Linked DNA regions of Sus scrofa: regions 2 and 3 are each linked to region 1. Evidence: chromatin contacts called from public Hi-C and HiChIP or PLAC-seq data. All regions are on one chromosome and are shown on one strand. Each heading gives the region's core, a stretch centred on a gene start, on an enhancer-like site or on the middle of the called end of the contact. The rest is flanking DNA. Distances are from core to core; before and after follow the strand shown.

Region 1 (4,596 bases), core at 883-3,382:
GCTGTGGCTGTGGCATAGGCCACAGGCTGCTGCTCCAATTAGACCCCTAGCCTGGGAACCTCCATATGCTGTAAGTTTGGCCCTAAACAGCAAAATATAAAATAAAATAAAATAAAATAAAATAAAATAAAATAAAATAAAATAAAATAAAATAAAATAAAATAACAAAGCCTCAACAAACCAGGCAAAGAAGGGAATATCCCAAATCTGAGAAATGTCATCTGTGAAAACCCAGAGCAAACATCATATTTAATAATGAAAAACTAATTGCTTTTATTCAAGATCAGGGAAAAGATGAAGTTCCCATAGTGGCAGAGTGGTTAAAGAATCTGACTAGGAACCATGAGGTTGCAGGTTTGATTCCTGGCCCTGCTCAGTGGGTTAAGGACCAGGTGTTGCTATGAGCTGTGGTGTAGGTCACAGGCGTGGCTCGGATCCCGTGTTGCTGTGGCTCTGGCGTAGGCCGGCGGCTACAGCTCCAATTAGACCCTTAGCCTAGGAAGCTCCATATGCTGCGGGTACGGCCCTAGAAAAGGCAAAAAGACAACAACAACAAAACAAACAAACAAACAAAAAGATCAGGAAAAAGACAAGAATGTCTGCCCTCACCACTGCTATTCGGTGTTGTTCTAGAGGCTTTAACCAGAGCAATTAGAATAAAATAAGACATCCATTTTAACAATTTCCCGCTATCCCATCCTTCTCTAAAAGCTTGCTCATATATCAGCTTGGAACTGATCAACAAGACCCTTATTTCTATTTATCTGGATCTCTAGGCTCCAGTCTCTTACTAAATCATGTTACTCTCCTGCTCCATATTTTTTTTTATTTTTTTATTTTTAAGGCCACACCTGGGCTTATGGAAGTTCTCAAGCTAGGGGGCCTAGGGGTTGAATAGGAGCTGCAGCTGCTGGCCTACACCACAGTCACAGCAACTTGGATCCCAGTGGCACCTACTGCCTACAAAGCAGCCTGCAGCAAGACAGGATTCTTAACCCACTGAGTGAGGCAGGGATCAAACCCACATCCTCAAGGATATTAGTCAGGTTCTTAACCTGCTGAACCACAAGGAGAACTCTTCCTGCTCCATATTTTAAAGTAGCTCTCTACTGCCTGGTTTCTGTGTTTGTGTGTGCAGTGTTTTCTGGCTAATAGTTTTGCTCTGTTGTTTTTTTGGCCACAATTGGCAATAGGCATGCGTAAATTCCCTGGCTAAGTTCCCAGGAGCCAGGGATCTAACTGGTTCCACAGCAGTGACCCAAGTGGCTTCAGTGACGAGGCTGGATCCTTACCCCACTGCACTACAAGGGAATTCCTGTGGCTAACTGTTAAAACAGCTTTATTAACATATAACTTACATCATAAAATTCCCTCATTTTAATTTTTAATAAATTTACCAAGTTGTGCAACCATCACAGTTTTAGAATATTTCCATCACCTTGACACTATCCCTCTCCTGTAAAAGGCTGGTCCACCAATGGTCTACATGTAAGTGTAATGTGCAAGTTAGGCTTGAGGGACTTGGGATTTTGCATAAACCTCCAGGCAATACGACGGTAAAGGATCATTTTCCACCCCTCTTTCTTTTAAAAAATGAAATCTTGGTTACTCATTAAGCCAACCACGGTACCTTGAAGGGTTACGGTGGCCGTAACCTCTATTTCCATCCAAAGAACTGACCGTTTCCTCTCCTACTCCCCCTCAGAAAGGAGACTCCCCTACTGGGCTGAGGCATTCTTCTTAAAAGAACTTTCTAGCCCACAGCTTCTCCCAAGACGAGCAACCTCCTCTTCAGTAATGACAGCTCCAGTTCAGGTCCCCACATACCCATGCTCCCGATGGAAAAAGCATGAATCACGGGGCTTTCTCTGCCAATTCCCAATCCGCCACCGCCATCGTATCACAGGGTCCTTCGACCTCTCCGTCAGCCTCTTTTCCCTCATCTCCAGACAGATCTCTAACCTGACGCCTCTCCTGGCCACCACTCGCCTCACTTGCCTCGCCATCACTTCCCAAACGCTGGCATCTCGGACCTCAAAGGCGCAAATGCCAAAACTGGAAGAGTCGACGAGCCTAGAGAAGTGTGTAGGTGTGTGGGTGTAAGTGTATGTGCTAGTGCTAGTGTGTGTGGAAGAAACCAACGGAGTCCACGCTGGTGTCCATCTTCTGGCAATGCCAATCACGTCCGGTTAAGAGAGCGAAGACCTGCTCCCCAGTGCCCGCCGCAGGCAGAATTCAGGGCTGTGGAGCTCAGGGGTACCAAGGCTTCCCCTGTGCCCCTGCCCAGTGGGCGCTCCGCCCCCAACTGGCACGGCGCACCCCCGCAGCTGCTCGGTGGTAGAGCCCGGCGGCTACGTCACCCATTGTTTACAAATCAACCGGAGCCGGTAGGATTCCGGCTCCCGCGGCTGCAGGCGCGCGGCGAGAGTACCCAGCGGGCTCCAGCTTCAGCGTCTTCCCCAGCCCCGGCTCCGATCGCAGCACTGCTCCCCTCGCTGCCGCGGCCCACCGAACCCTACTGGCAGTCGAATCCCCAGCGACGCCGGCAGAGCTCCGGGTGCCCGCGCGGGGGACCATGCCGTGCCGGAGAGAGGAGGAAGAGGAAGCCGGCGAGGAAGAGGAGGAGGAGGAGGAGGAGGAGGACAGCGTCCTCCTACTGGAACAGTCGGTGACGCTGGGCGGCTCGGGCGAGGTGGACCGGCTGGTGGCCCAGATCGGCGAGACGCTGCAGCTGGACGCCGCACAGGACCGCCCTGCCTCCCCGGGCGCTCCCCCGGGACCGCCGCTGCAGCCCCCGCGGCCCCTGGCAGCCGTGAGAGCGGAGAAGGCCCTGGCCACAGCTCTGCCGCCGCTTCTGCCGCCCGGGTCGGCGGAGGCTGGGGGCCCGGCGCCCCCGGGGGCCCTGCGCTGCCCCCTCGGGGATCGCGGCCGCGTGCGGGGCCGGACTGCTCCCTACTTTGTGGCCGAGCTTGCCACAGGCCCCAGCGCTCTGTCCCCATTGCCCACTCAGCTTAGCCTTGATGGACCCTCAGGAGCGGTCAAGCGGGGTGCCCCGCAGCCGCTGTCGGGCCCACGCCGGCGAGGATGGCTGCGGGGTGCCGCCGCCTCCCGCCGCCTGCAGCAGCGACGTGGGCCCCAGCCTCAAGCTCGCACCGGCGATGATGACCCGCACCGGCTTCTGCAGCAGCTCGTACTCTCGGGGAATCTCATCAAGGAGGCGGTGCGGAGGCTTCATTCGCGACGGCTGCAGTTACACGCAAAGCTTCCCCAACGCCCGCTCCTTGGCCCTCTGTCGGCCCCGGTGCATGAGCCCCCTTCGCCCCGCAGCCCTCGCGCGGCCTGCAGCGACCCTGGCGCGTCCGGGAGGAGGACACAGCTCAGAACTGGCGACGGCGTTCTAGTCCCCGGCAGCTAACAGCCCGGGTGTGGCCTCAGCGCCAGCCTTTGCCTGGAGGGCAAGGGGTTCCCCTGAGGGCTGCATCCCTACTCTGACTGGCGAACTCGCGCTTTTGAAAGCGGGGAGATAACTCGTGAAGACGAGGAATCGAAAAATAGCGAATATTTTCGCGGGGAACTGAGGTCGAAGGGCCAGATATGGTTGAAAAGTAGGATTTAGTTGGTCCAACTTAAGGCAATTTACAGAGCCCACTCCAAGCTCACAGTCAATAGGACTCCTTATATGGCGTGACCAGTCCTGGTGGCACGGCGTGCAGTTCCACGCAGCCTCTCGGGGTCCTCTGGCCCAGCGACCATGTCGCCACAGCCCACGATTCTCAGGGTCGCCGAGCACCTGAACGAAGGGGGATGACCTCAGTTCCTTGATTTACCTTTCTAGGGCTGGTTCCTGATCCACTTTGGGGAAGGGGAACACGAGTAGATAATTTCAGAGTACCTCAAACTGCCAGACTTGAACATTTACGACACTTAAAACTCATCTCGTGTGTTTTGGGGTGCTGGTTCCTAATCTAAAACACGCGGCACCGGGAAAAGGACCCTTTCGGAAATTGAATAGGAGTAACCTTTTCTCCGCCCCCACTTAGCAGCGGCAGCGGTTCTCAGAGCGGTGGGGAAAGGGGGTTGCGTCCGGGATGCTGAGGTGAAGTGGGGGCGAGCGGTGCTGGGGAAAAGGGAGGGCGAGGCGCGGAGTGAACCCTCAGTCCTCTCAAAAGTGTATTTTCGCAGCCCGACCGCCCCTCCTTGGGTTCAAGGTCACTGTTTCCTGGGCGCACGTGAGATTGCGGGGCTCCAGCAGGGCAGAGAGTTGCCTGGTTCCGCCTGTACTCGGGGTAGAGCGCGGTGTTTTGCAAGTGCTGAAGTCTCCTGAGGACACGCGTACCCGCTGCCACCGCGTGTGTAGGGAGTCGGCGACGCGCTGGGCTCTGGTGCCTCCGGCGGGCGGCCGCGCCCCGAGTTATCACGGAAACTGCCCGGAGACAGGGCCTCGGGTACCTCCTCTTCCCCTCGGCCTTGCTGTACTACTCAAGCTGGTGGCGCTGGCGCTCCTGGGGGCCCAGGCTGGAGGCTGGGGAGACGCCACGTGACGGGGCACTCCAGGGACACACAGCCTAGCGCAGCAGCTTATAATGGGCTCTCGGG
Region 2 (4,596 bases), core at 1,012-3,511, 330 kb after region 1:
ATGAGGTTGCGGGTTTGATCCCTGGCCTCGCTCAGTGGGTTAAGGATCCGGCATTGCCATGAGCTGTGGTGTAGGTCGCAGAGGTGGCTCGGATCCCTTGTTGCTGTGGCTCTGGCATAGGCCAGCACCAACAGCTCAAATTGGACTCCTAGCCTGGGAACTTCCACATGCCGCGGGTGTAGCCCTAAAAAGACAAAAGAAAAAAAAAGATACGCATTTCTCGGAGTTCCTGCTGTGGTGCAGTGGGTTAATCATCCAGCTTGTCTCTGGTGTTGCTGGTTTGATCCCTGGCCTGGTGCAGTGGGTTAAGGATCCCTGGCCTGTTGCAGTGGGTTAAGGAACCTGTAGCATAGGTTGCAGCTACAGCTGGGATTCAGTCCCTGGCCTGGAACTTCCTTACAGGTGTGGGTGAAAGGAAAAAAACCAAAACACACATTTCTCAGGTACCTGTGGGTGGGCTGAGCTGGCCGTGAAAGGCATTGATTGGCTCCCTGAGAAGCCACATAGCTTTTCTCCCCCAAAGGGAGCCAGGAGCCAGTGGCCTCATCCCATGCCCAGGAGACGAGGGACTAGCTCTGCATGTAGGATAAGCTGGGGTCTGATGCATGCAGGGATCCTCTCACTTCCATGCTATTCTGCAGCCACCCAGTCATCCACTCCATAGACATTTACCGAGTCTCCTATGTGCCAGGCACGGGCAAAGATGCTAAGAGGTGATGACCAATGGTTGCCATGTAGCTGACTCAGAATTCCAGCAGGGGATCCTCCAGAGTTGGAGGGGGGTGCCTAGAAGAGGCAGCAATGGGCAGCCGGGGAGGCTAACCCAAAGGGAGGAGCATTTAAAACGGGCATTGAAGAATACATAGGAGTTTGCCAGCCAAGTGGGGTCTGGGAAGGAAGCACATTCTGAGCCTCTTTGGGAAACTTAAGAGTCTGGTGGGGTTGGCATGCTGGGTGTGAGCATGAATAACAAAAGGAAGTGGAAGAAACTGGAAGTCAGTGGGGGCCAGGTTGCAAAACACACCCAGAGAAGAAAGAAATAGTAGGGGAACCCGTGTATATACAACGAGGTCAGTGTTTCGGAAAGATGCCTCAGAGCCCAAGGGTTGGATTGGAAGGGGAGGGAAGAAACCAGTGGTTTTAACCTCTCTAGGTCTCGTTGTCCTCCCCCGTAAGATGAGGAAAATAATTGTATATATCTCCTGGGTTGTAGAGGCTTATATGAGAATTCCTGCCAAGCACAGTCATAATAATAATGTAAAGCATTTCTAGGCTCCATTATAGGCCGTTTTGCCTCGTAGTTAAGTTCATGGGCTTTGCTGTCTCTTAGACCTGGGCTTATGTCTTGGTCATGCTGGGAAGCCTTTTGTTTTCCTTCAGGCTGCACCTGTGGCATATGGAATTTTCTAGGCTAGGGGTGCAATTGGAGCTGCAGCTGCTGGCCTACATCCACAGCAGCTGGAATCTGAACCCCATCTGCGACCTACAACACAGCTCACTGCAAAGCCAGATCCTTAACCCACGGAGCGAGGCCAGGGATGGAACCCACATCCTCATGGATACTAGTCAGATTCATTACCATTGAGCCACAACAGGAACTCCGGGGAAGCCTAGTTTTAATATACTCCATGGCTAGGAAGTTCAGAAAAGAGGTTGGATTGATGGACAGGACTTTCCTTTGTGGTGAGGGAGGGGCAGTGGGGCCTCAAAAGGGAGATGGCCCTTTTCTCTGACAGAGGAGCTGGCATGGCTGAGTCAAAGTCTGAGCCCCGCTTCGGACAGAAGTTTGAGGCGGGCACTAGCAGGAGAGGATATTCCGAGTGTTCAGGTGAGAAGAGATGTGGGCTCAGGCAAGCACTGCTTTCCTCCAGCGCCCCGGCAGGGCCAGGAGGCACCAGTGAGCCCCAGGGCAGGAGACAGTGGGGAAAAAAAGGGCTTAAGGCTGGGGGGCCTCTCCTAGCTCCAGAAGACTGCTCTCCGCCCTGAGGCTGGACCGGAGCCAGGGAGGCAGAGCCGGCAGCGTGGGCAGATGTGGCGACCTTGGCCCAGTCGGACCGAGCGGAAGGCCCTCGGCCGTCTGGGGCTGCGGGTGCCCTCCGCCCTGCCCCGCGGAGGAAGGAATCCGAGATGGGAGTTTGGCGCCAACGGGAAAGGGGGGCACCAGGGTGGGGACGAGGCCCAAAGAGAGAAGGCAGGAAGCCGGGAGGAGCGAGTGGGGGTGGAGACGGAGGAGGGGAAGGGAGAGGGCGGGCAGGAGGAGTTGAGAGAGAGAGAGAGAGGAGAGCTGCGGGGAGGAAGGGTGGGGAGAAGGGCAGAGGAAGAGAGGAGGACTCGGAGGGGAGCGAGGAGGCCGGGCGGGCGCAGGGGCACGTCGGCCGGGCTGCCCCCGCGAGCCAGACGTCGCCATTCCGCTGCTCGGGGCGCCGCCGCCGCCGCCACCGCGCCCGGGGGCCATGCTTCCACCGCCCCCGCGCCAGCCGCCGCCCCAGGCGCGCACGGCCCGCGGCGCGGTGAGCCTGCAGCGGGCCTTCCTGCGCGGCCCGCTGGGCGTACTGCGGCTGCTGCAGCTGCTGGCCGGCGCCGCCTTCTGGATCACCATCGCCACGAGCAGGTACCAGGGCCCGGTGCATTTCGCGCTCTTCGTGTCGGTGCTCTTCTGGCTGCTGACCCTGGGCCTCTACTTCCTCACGCTGCTGGGCAAGCACGAGCTGGTGCCTGTGCTCGGCTCGCGCTGGCTGGTGGTCAACGTGGCGCACGACCTGCTGGCGGCCGCGCTCTACGGAGCCGCGACGGGCATCATGATCAGCCAGACGCAGAGCCACAGTTACTGCAACCTCAAGGATTACCAGATGTCCTGCGCCTACCACGCCTTCCTGGCGGCCGCGGTCTGCGGCGGCCTCTGCCTCGGCCTCTACCTGCTCTCGGCGCTCTATGGCTGCTGCCGCCACTACCAAGGCGAGCAGGAGGTGGCTTGAGGCCGCCGCGCCGCGGGGCGGTGGACCCGTCCTTCCCGCCGCCGCCGCCCCGCGCCCGTGCGCCCCGGCACCCTCCCCTCGCCCCTCATTCCCGCCGCCGCCCGCGTCCCAGCGCCCTGATCGCAGATCCCGCCCGACGGCAGCGCCGCCGCCCAGAATCCGTGTCAGCTACGCGGGATTTGTTGTCTCCCGGGACGGGGGCAGGGCTGCATCCGAGGGGCTGACGCACACACTCAGATGGGCCGCCCCGAGGCGAAGACTCGCGGTTCCTTTTCCCTTTCCCGGCCGAGAGCTAGACGTGGACAGAAGCCGCGTAGATCCGGGGGTGGCTCCCAAATTGGAACCAGTCTACTGGCGGCGCCACGGTCCCCTCCCTCCCGCCCCGCGTTCAGAAGAGCACCCCCTTGCTTTGGCCTCTCTTCCAACCTCGCGTGCTGAAAAAGTCAGGCATGCCGCCGCAGGCGGAGCGGGGGACGAGCCTCCACTGGTCCCGGGATGAGCGACGGGTGTGGTTTTAGCTTGGGCTCGTGCGGGCATCCTGCGCAGTCCTTCCAGGCCCATCCCTCTGTGCTTTGAGGTCTTGGGGTGAGGCCCGTCTGCAAAGGTGAGGATGGATAGGAAGGGCCTCGAGGGATGTATTCTTGCACCTTTGGAGGCTTCTTTCTCCTTTGCCTGTTCTGCCTTTGTCCTCGGGGTTCACGGAGGCCAGGTCCTAATGCCCACTGGCATTTCTGGCCTCATCTTCCCGGCCTTCCTCTCACAGGCTTCCGCTCCATCCCCACTTGCCAATATCTTTTTCCTTTAGGGATCTCACACCACCGTCTATGAATGTTAGGCGAGCCCCACCCCTTCTTTTTATAGATGGAGACTCAGAGATTGCTCTTGGGAGCTGCCAGAAAAAAAAGATTAGAAGCCCGTCTTTGGACTCCTAGTCTAGCACTGTTTACTTTAAAGCAGTGGCTGTTGCCAGGAATCCGGGTTTGGGAGCTACCCTCTAATAGAGATTTTCAAGGCCAAAAGGGTTTGTCAAGGTGCTTTCTCCTCCTCTGGGAGAGTCACAATGCTCATTAGCATAGCAAAGGCTCTGTGAAGTCCTGCTCTAAAAGAAGCCCAAGTAATTTAGTTTCCAGTGTTACTCACCTCTGGATCTGGACCAGGACCAGTTTTTCCCACTTTAAGGTTCCAAGCAGCTCTGTTTTGTCTGGGCTCTCCTTTGACACCAAGGGGCCCAACCCTTTGGCTGCGGTCTGTTTGAAGATGGGGGGCACTCCTTTTCCCCAGGGAGTTCCCTTAGCAGAGGGAGCCCCACAACCCCTCTGTGAAAGAGAAGATAGCTGCTCTCCAGACCAGTGAGAGCCTGGGAACTGTGGATTTGAACCTTTCTTTACATTATCTGGGAAATGAAGCCAAGTTCTCCAGATGGTGTTCCAGTCAAAAGGAACATCACCTGTAAGAGATGCTAGCATTGACCATGAGCAGCTGGCAGGAGTGAGTCACATCAAAGAGAGAAGAAAACTCTGGATCTGGAGTGAACAGCTGGCCCAGCCTGATAAGGTAAGATGCACCTTGGCTTTCTAGAGGGATCATTGCCCTTTGACTTAAACAAACAAAAAACAACAAC
Region 3 (4,596 bases), core at 1,237-3,736, 270 kb after region 1:
ATTACCTTTTTTTTTTTTTTGGTCTTTTTTCTAGGGCCCCTCATGAGGCATATGGAGGTTCCCAGGCTAGGGGTCGAATCAGAGCTGTTGCTGCTGGCCTACGCCAGAGCCACAGCAACTCGGGATCTGAGCCGCGTCTTTGATCTACACCTCGGCTCACAGCAATGCTGGATCCTTAACCCACTGAGCAAGGCCAGAGATCGAACCCGCAACCTCATGGTTCCTAGTCGGATTCGTTAACCACTGTGCCACGACGGGAACGCCTACATTTATTATCTTTATTAATGCTCAGGCCATCTCATCTTTGGCCAATAGACCCTATTCAGATTGTCTCCCGAGTCCTTTTTTTTTTTTTTTTTTTTTTTTTCCCATAAGTACAGTTGACTTACAAGGTCGTGTTAGTTTCAGGTGTACAGCAAAGTGATTCAGGATATATATATGTGTGTGTGTGTGTATGTGTGTGTGTGTATATATTTATACTTTTTCAGATTCTATTCCCTTATTGTTATTACCAAATATTGAGTATAGTTCCCTGTGCTATACAGTAGGTCTTGGCTGATTACCTACAGTAATAGCAGATTGAATGGTCTGTTAGTGAAGTCCTCACCCAACCTGGTGCCATGAGGCAAATTAGTCACGAAATGCCTCTCAAACTTTAGCTGAAATTAAGACCAAAAAGCAGGGATTGTAAAGCAAAGAATGTTGCTCATATCCAGTTCTACAAGCATCAAGTCATCAGCCACTGCAAGTTATTGGCCTACAGTACATTGAAAGGAATTCAGGGTGAAGATCAGGATGAGGCACTTTGTGCTCTGAGAAAACTCACAGCCCTTAGTTAGATATTTCCAGGAGAAATTTTAGGAACCTGTTTTTTGCATCTTCCCATACTTAGAAAAGCACTAAAACTGTTAACTAGGTATCTGTTGCTTGTGAATAGCAATAACCTTCTACCAAGATGTATGCTTGATTGTAGTACCTATTCCTCAAAATCACATATATACTGACCTCCCCTCACCTCTTCAGGACAGTTCTCAGACCTCTCTGAGAGACTGTCCCCCACGTTATAATCCTCAGGTTTGTTTTGAATAAAATATTCCATTTCTTTCTTAGATTGAATACTGACTAATTTTTCATGGGTAACTGTGCCCTCCAGTGACCTAATTACATTCCTCCTTTAAGACAACTCACAGCACACGCTGAACTTGAGGCCCTCGCTGACTCTCCAACCAACCTCCAAGTCACTGAACTTTTAATATGGAGTTTCCAGCTCTCAATATCGGCTCTTTTTCTTCTAGGCCTCAGAGAGCTGTGTGTCTTCAGCTTGTGGGCAGGGACTACATGGTCCTCTTTTCCACTAACAAAAATGTACTGAGCACCCACTGTACATTTAGACACTGAGGTTTTACAGTGATGAAAAAAAGGTCATGGACTCTTTTTTTTTTTCTTTTTGCCTTTTCTAGGGCCGCTCCTGCAGCATATGGAGGTTCCCAGTCTAGGGGTCTAATTGGAGCTGTAGCCACCGGCCTACGCCAGAGCCACAGCAATGAGGGATCCGAGCCGCGTCTTCGACCTACACCACACCTCATGACAATGCCAGATCCTTAACCCACTGAGCAAGGCCAGGGATCGAACCTGCAACCTCATGGTTCCTAGTCGAATTCATTAACCACTGCGCCACGACAGGAACTCCTGGAATTTTTTAGTCTCATGGGACCATACCTTTCTTCAATTAACAAATATGCTCTAGGAGTTCCCACGGTGGCTCAGCGGTCAACGAACCCGACTAGCATTCATGAGGACGCGCGGGTTCGATATCTGGCCTCCATCAGTGGGTTAAGAATCCCGCGCTGTGGTGAGCTGTGGTGTAGGTCGCAGACGCTGCTCGGATCTGGCGTTTCTGCGGCTATGGCGTAGGCCATCGGCTACAGCTCCGATTGGATCCCTAGCCTGGGAACCTCCATATGCTGCGGGGGCAGCCTTCAAAGTACAAAAAGGAAAAAAACCAAAAAAATATGCTCTAAGCATTGGGTCAGGCAGTGTGTAAGCTACATGAAGACTAGAGTTAAAAAAAAAAAAAAAACTTTTTATTTAGGTAGAAATTTTTGTTTCTTTGCTTCTCTTCTGTCTCTCCAGCAAACAGGAGGTGCTCAATACATATTTAATGAATGAGTGCACGATGCAACGACTCCAGATCAAGAGTTCTCCAGTCTCTCAGCTCGTTCATAATAGGCACTCAAGTAGACTGACTGATGAGGTAGGCGGCTTTATTGAAGGTTCCCAAACAGGCGCAGGCAATCGGAAGTTAAGTGCAGAGTAGGATCGAAAAAGCAGAGGGCGTGTCTGACCCGCCGCTGACTCTTGGAGCATGCGCAATCTTCACAGAAGGTGACGGGCGAAAACTGCGGAGGCCGCGATTGCGTAGGCGCTGGTTCTGATTGGTTGCTGTTTGCGCGCGAGGGGTCGTGCCTACTCGTCGCCAAGTAAACAGGGAGGGTGGGGGCGGGGCCAAGAAGCACCGTAATCTGGTTGGCCAGGCGCGGGTTGGGGGGTGTCGCGGATTGGTCCGGGCCGGAGCTCAGCTGTGTGGAGCGCACCGGGTCCCGGAGCCCGCGGCCTGAGGGATGGACGAGACGAGCCCACTAGTGTCCCCCGAGCGGGCCCAACCTCCGGACTACACCTTCCCGTCCAGCTCGGGCGCTCACTTTCCGCAGGTGCCGGGGGGCGCGGTCCGCGTGGCGTCGGCGGCCGGCCCAGCCCCCTCTCCGCCGGGCTCACCAGGCCACGACCGGGAAAGACAGCCACTGCTGGATCGGGCCCGGGGCGCGGCGGCCCAGTGTCAAACCCAAACCGTGGCGGCACAGGCCCAAGCCCTGGCCGCCCAGGCCGCGGCGGCGGCTCATGCCGCGCAGGCCCACCGCGAGCGGAACGAGTTCCCGGAGGACCCCGAGTTCGAGGCGGTGGTGCGGCAGGCCGAGCTAGCCATAGAACGCTGCATCTTCCCCGAGCGCATCTACCAGGGCTCCAGCGGAAGCTACTTCGTCAAAGACCCTCAGGGGGTGAGAGCGGGCTGGGGACCGAGGCCGCGGGCTTCGGGGAGGGTGGGCCTGCCGGGCGAGTTTGAGGCTTCGCACAGCCATAGGGAGAAGGGGGGCTGAAAGGCTGCAAAAGGGATAAACTTCATAGTGCCGAGCCTCTTGGCAGGATTTTGGAGTGCCATTGAGGACTGGAGATGGAGAAGCTCTGCGGAATGAAGAAATAAATCAGAACTTATTTGGTAGGGGAGGAGGGAGCGGAAAATGAAAAGAGGAAATTGACCAGATACAGGCGAAGGGCCCGGCAGTGTGGTGGGGCAATCGGCCTCTGGACAGAAACGCGGGGAAATGCTGCTTTCTACTAGGTTCCTGAGCTTTAAACTATAGAGACTGCTATTTGTCCACTGACTTAACAAATTTAAGCCCGTTCTCTCTTTATGGACAGAACCAGTGTTGTCGCTGTGCATTGAGGAGAATGGGTGACCCATAAGGGGCTCTGAGGGTTCTTTTCCATCTTTCTGTGCTGTGGAGATGTCTCCTGCTACCGTCCCAGGTCTCTTATTGGCAGACGTTGGTGATAGAGTGGGTGGATTCACCAGTTTCATATGTACTGATCATTGCTCACTTCTGTGAAATTGTTCAAATCCTCTTTTATGGTTCCTCAGTTTAGAATGTGAAGTTTGAGAAACATGGGACTATCAACTACCTTTTAACCTTCACTTTTTACCTAGGACACTCAGAAGTTTGCTTTTTTCAGGAAGGCGAAGTGTTTGGCTGACCTCTGTTTTATCACTGGCATGTATTTAAAGGAGGTTGGGGATGGGAAGGAATGGGGCATGAAGCGATCAGGGCAGCTGACAAGTGACTTTTATACTTTTGATAATTGCAGAAGAATTTAAGGCATTTAGATCAAACTAGAGGTATCTTTGGAATATCAGTGAGTCAAAAAAATATCAAGTCTTCCCTGTTAAAGTTCTCGGCTGGACCAGTATGGTTTATTGGAAAAATATATTATTGTTATAGTTATTAGAAGGGTGGGTATCAGAGCTCTCTTAAATTTCCCCTGTGTGTCAGATGGGTGGTGCTGAGTGGCCAGGATGGATGGTCACTTTGCAGCTCTTGGTTAGGTTCATTGAAGGGTCCGATTATTCTCCCAGATGTTGCCCCTGAATTACCATCAAGAACCAGAGAGCAAATCTGCTCTCAACTCAATTAACATAAACTGAGATGGGGGAAAGCTTTGAGAGTAAAATCTTTCCAAGTCCCTTAAATGAGAGAGCAGTGAGTTAAATTGAAAGCTCAAAGGGGAACTGTCACTTCTAGAAAGAAAGAAAGGTGGGTGTCCTGAGGTGTTTTTTGTTTTGTTTTCTTTTGATTTGGGGTTTGTTTTTTTTTTGTTTTGTTTTTTTGGCTGCACCCCCAGCAGCATGAGGAAGTTCCTGGGCCAGGGATTGAACCTGAGCTACACCAGATCCTTAACTCCTTGCCCTGAAGTTTAATGCAAGATGTTTTTGTCTTTTTAATTTGGTAACCAGAATGAGATCTAAGATATGAGTGGTTTTTA

What was found. A called contact is a pair of places that touch in the nucleus more often than the background predicts. HiChIP or PLAC-seq counts read pairs in DNA pulled down with a chosen protein or histone mark.
Region 2: an H3K27ac HiChIP or PLAC-seq map of alveolar macrophages shows a contact between it and region 1. The contact joins the promoter of MARVELD1 here to the promoter of ARHGAP19 in region 1. A contact is called at or near these places in 2 of 2 datasets of contacts at active chromatin or transcription factors (alveolar macrophages and skeletal muscle).
Region 3: a Hi-C map of heart right ventricle shows a contact between it and region 1, with 2.5 times the contacts expected there. The contact joins the promoter of PI4K2A here to the promoter of ARHGAP19 in region 1. A contact is called at or near these places in 1 of 5 promoter capture datasets (liver), 1 of 47 Hi-C or Micro-C datasets (heart right ventricle) and 1 of 2 datasets of contacts at active chromatin or transcription factors (alveolar macrophages).

Annotation. Positions count from the first base shown.
Region 1 is chr14:108,736,966-108,741,561 of Sscrofa11.1, forward strand. ARHGAP19 (a long non-coding RNA gene) reads right to left here and starts at 2,133. Exons shown (of 11, transcript XR_002338335.1): 1 at 1,828-2,133. It overlaps FRAT1 (proto-oncogene FRAT1), which reads left to right and starts at 2,274. Exons shown (of 1, transcript XM_021072328.1): 1 at 2,274-4,596. The coding sequence starts at 2,576. The coding sequence ends at 3,415.
Region 2 is chr14:109,066,933-109,071,528 of Sscrofa11.1, forward strand. It overlaps MARVELD1 (a long non-coding RNA gene), which reads left to right and starts at 2,262. Exons shown (of 3, transcript XR_002338495.1): 1 at 2,262-4,529.
Region 3 is chr14:109,005,657-109,010,252 of Sscrofa11.1, forward strand. It overlaps PI4K2A (phosphatidylinositol 4-kinase type 2-alpha), which reads left to right and starts at 2,487. Exons shown (of 9, transcript XM_001929034.6): 1 at 2,487-3,056. The coding sequence starts at 2,622.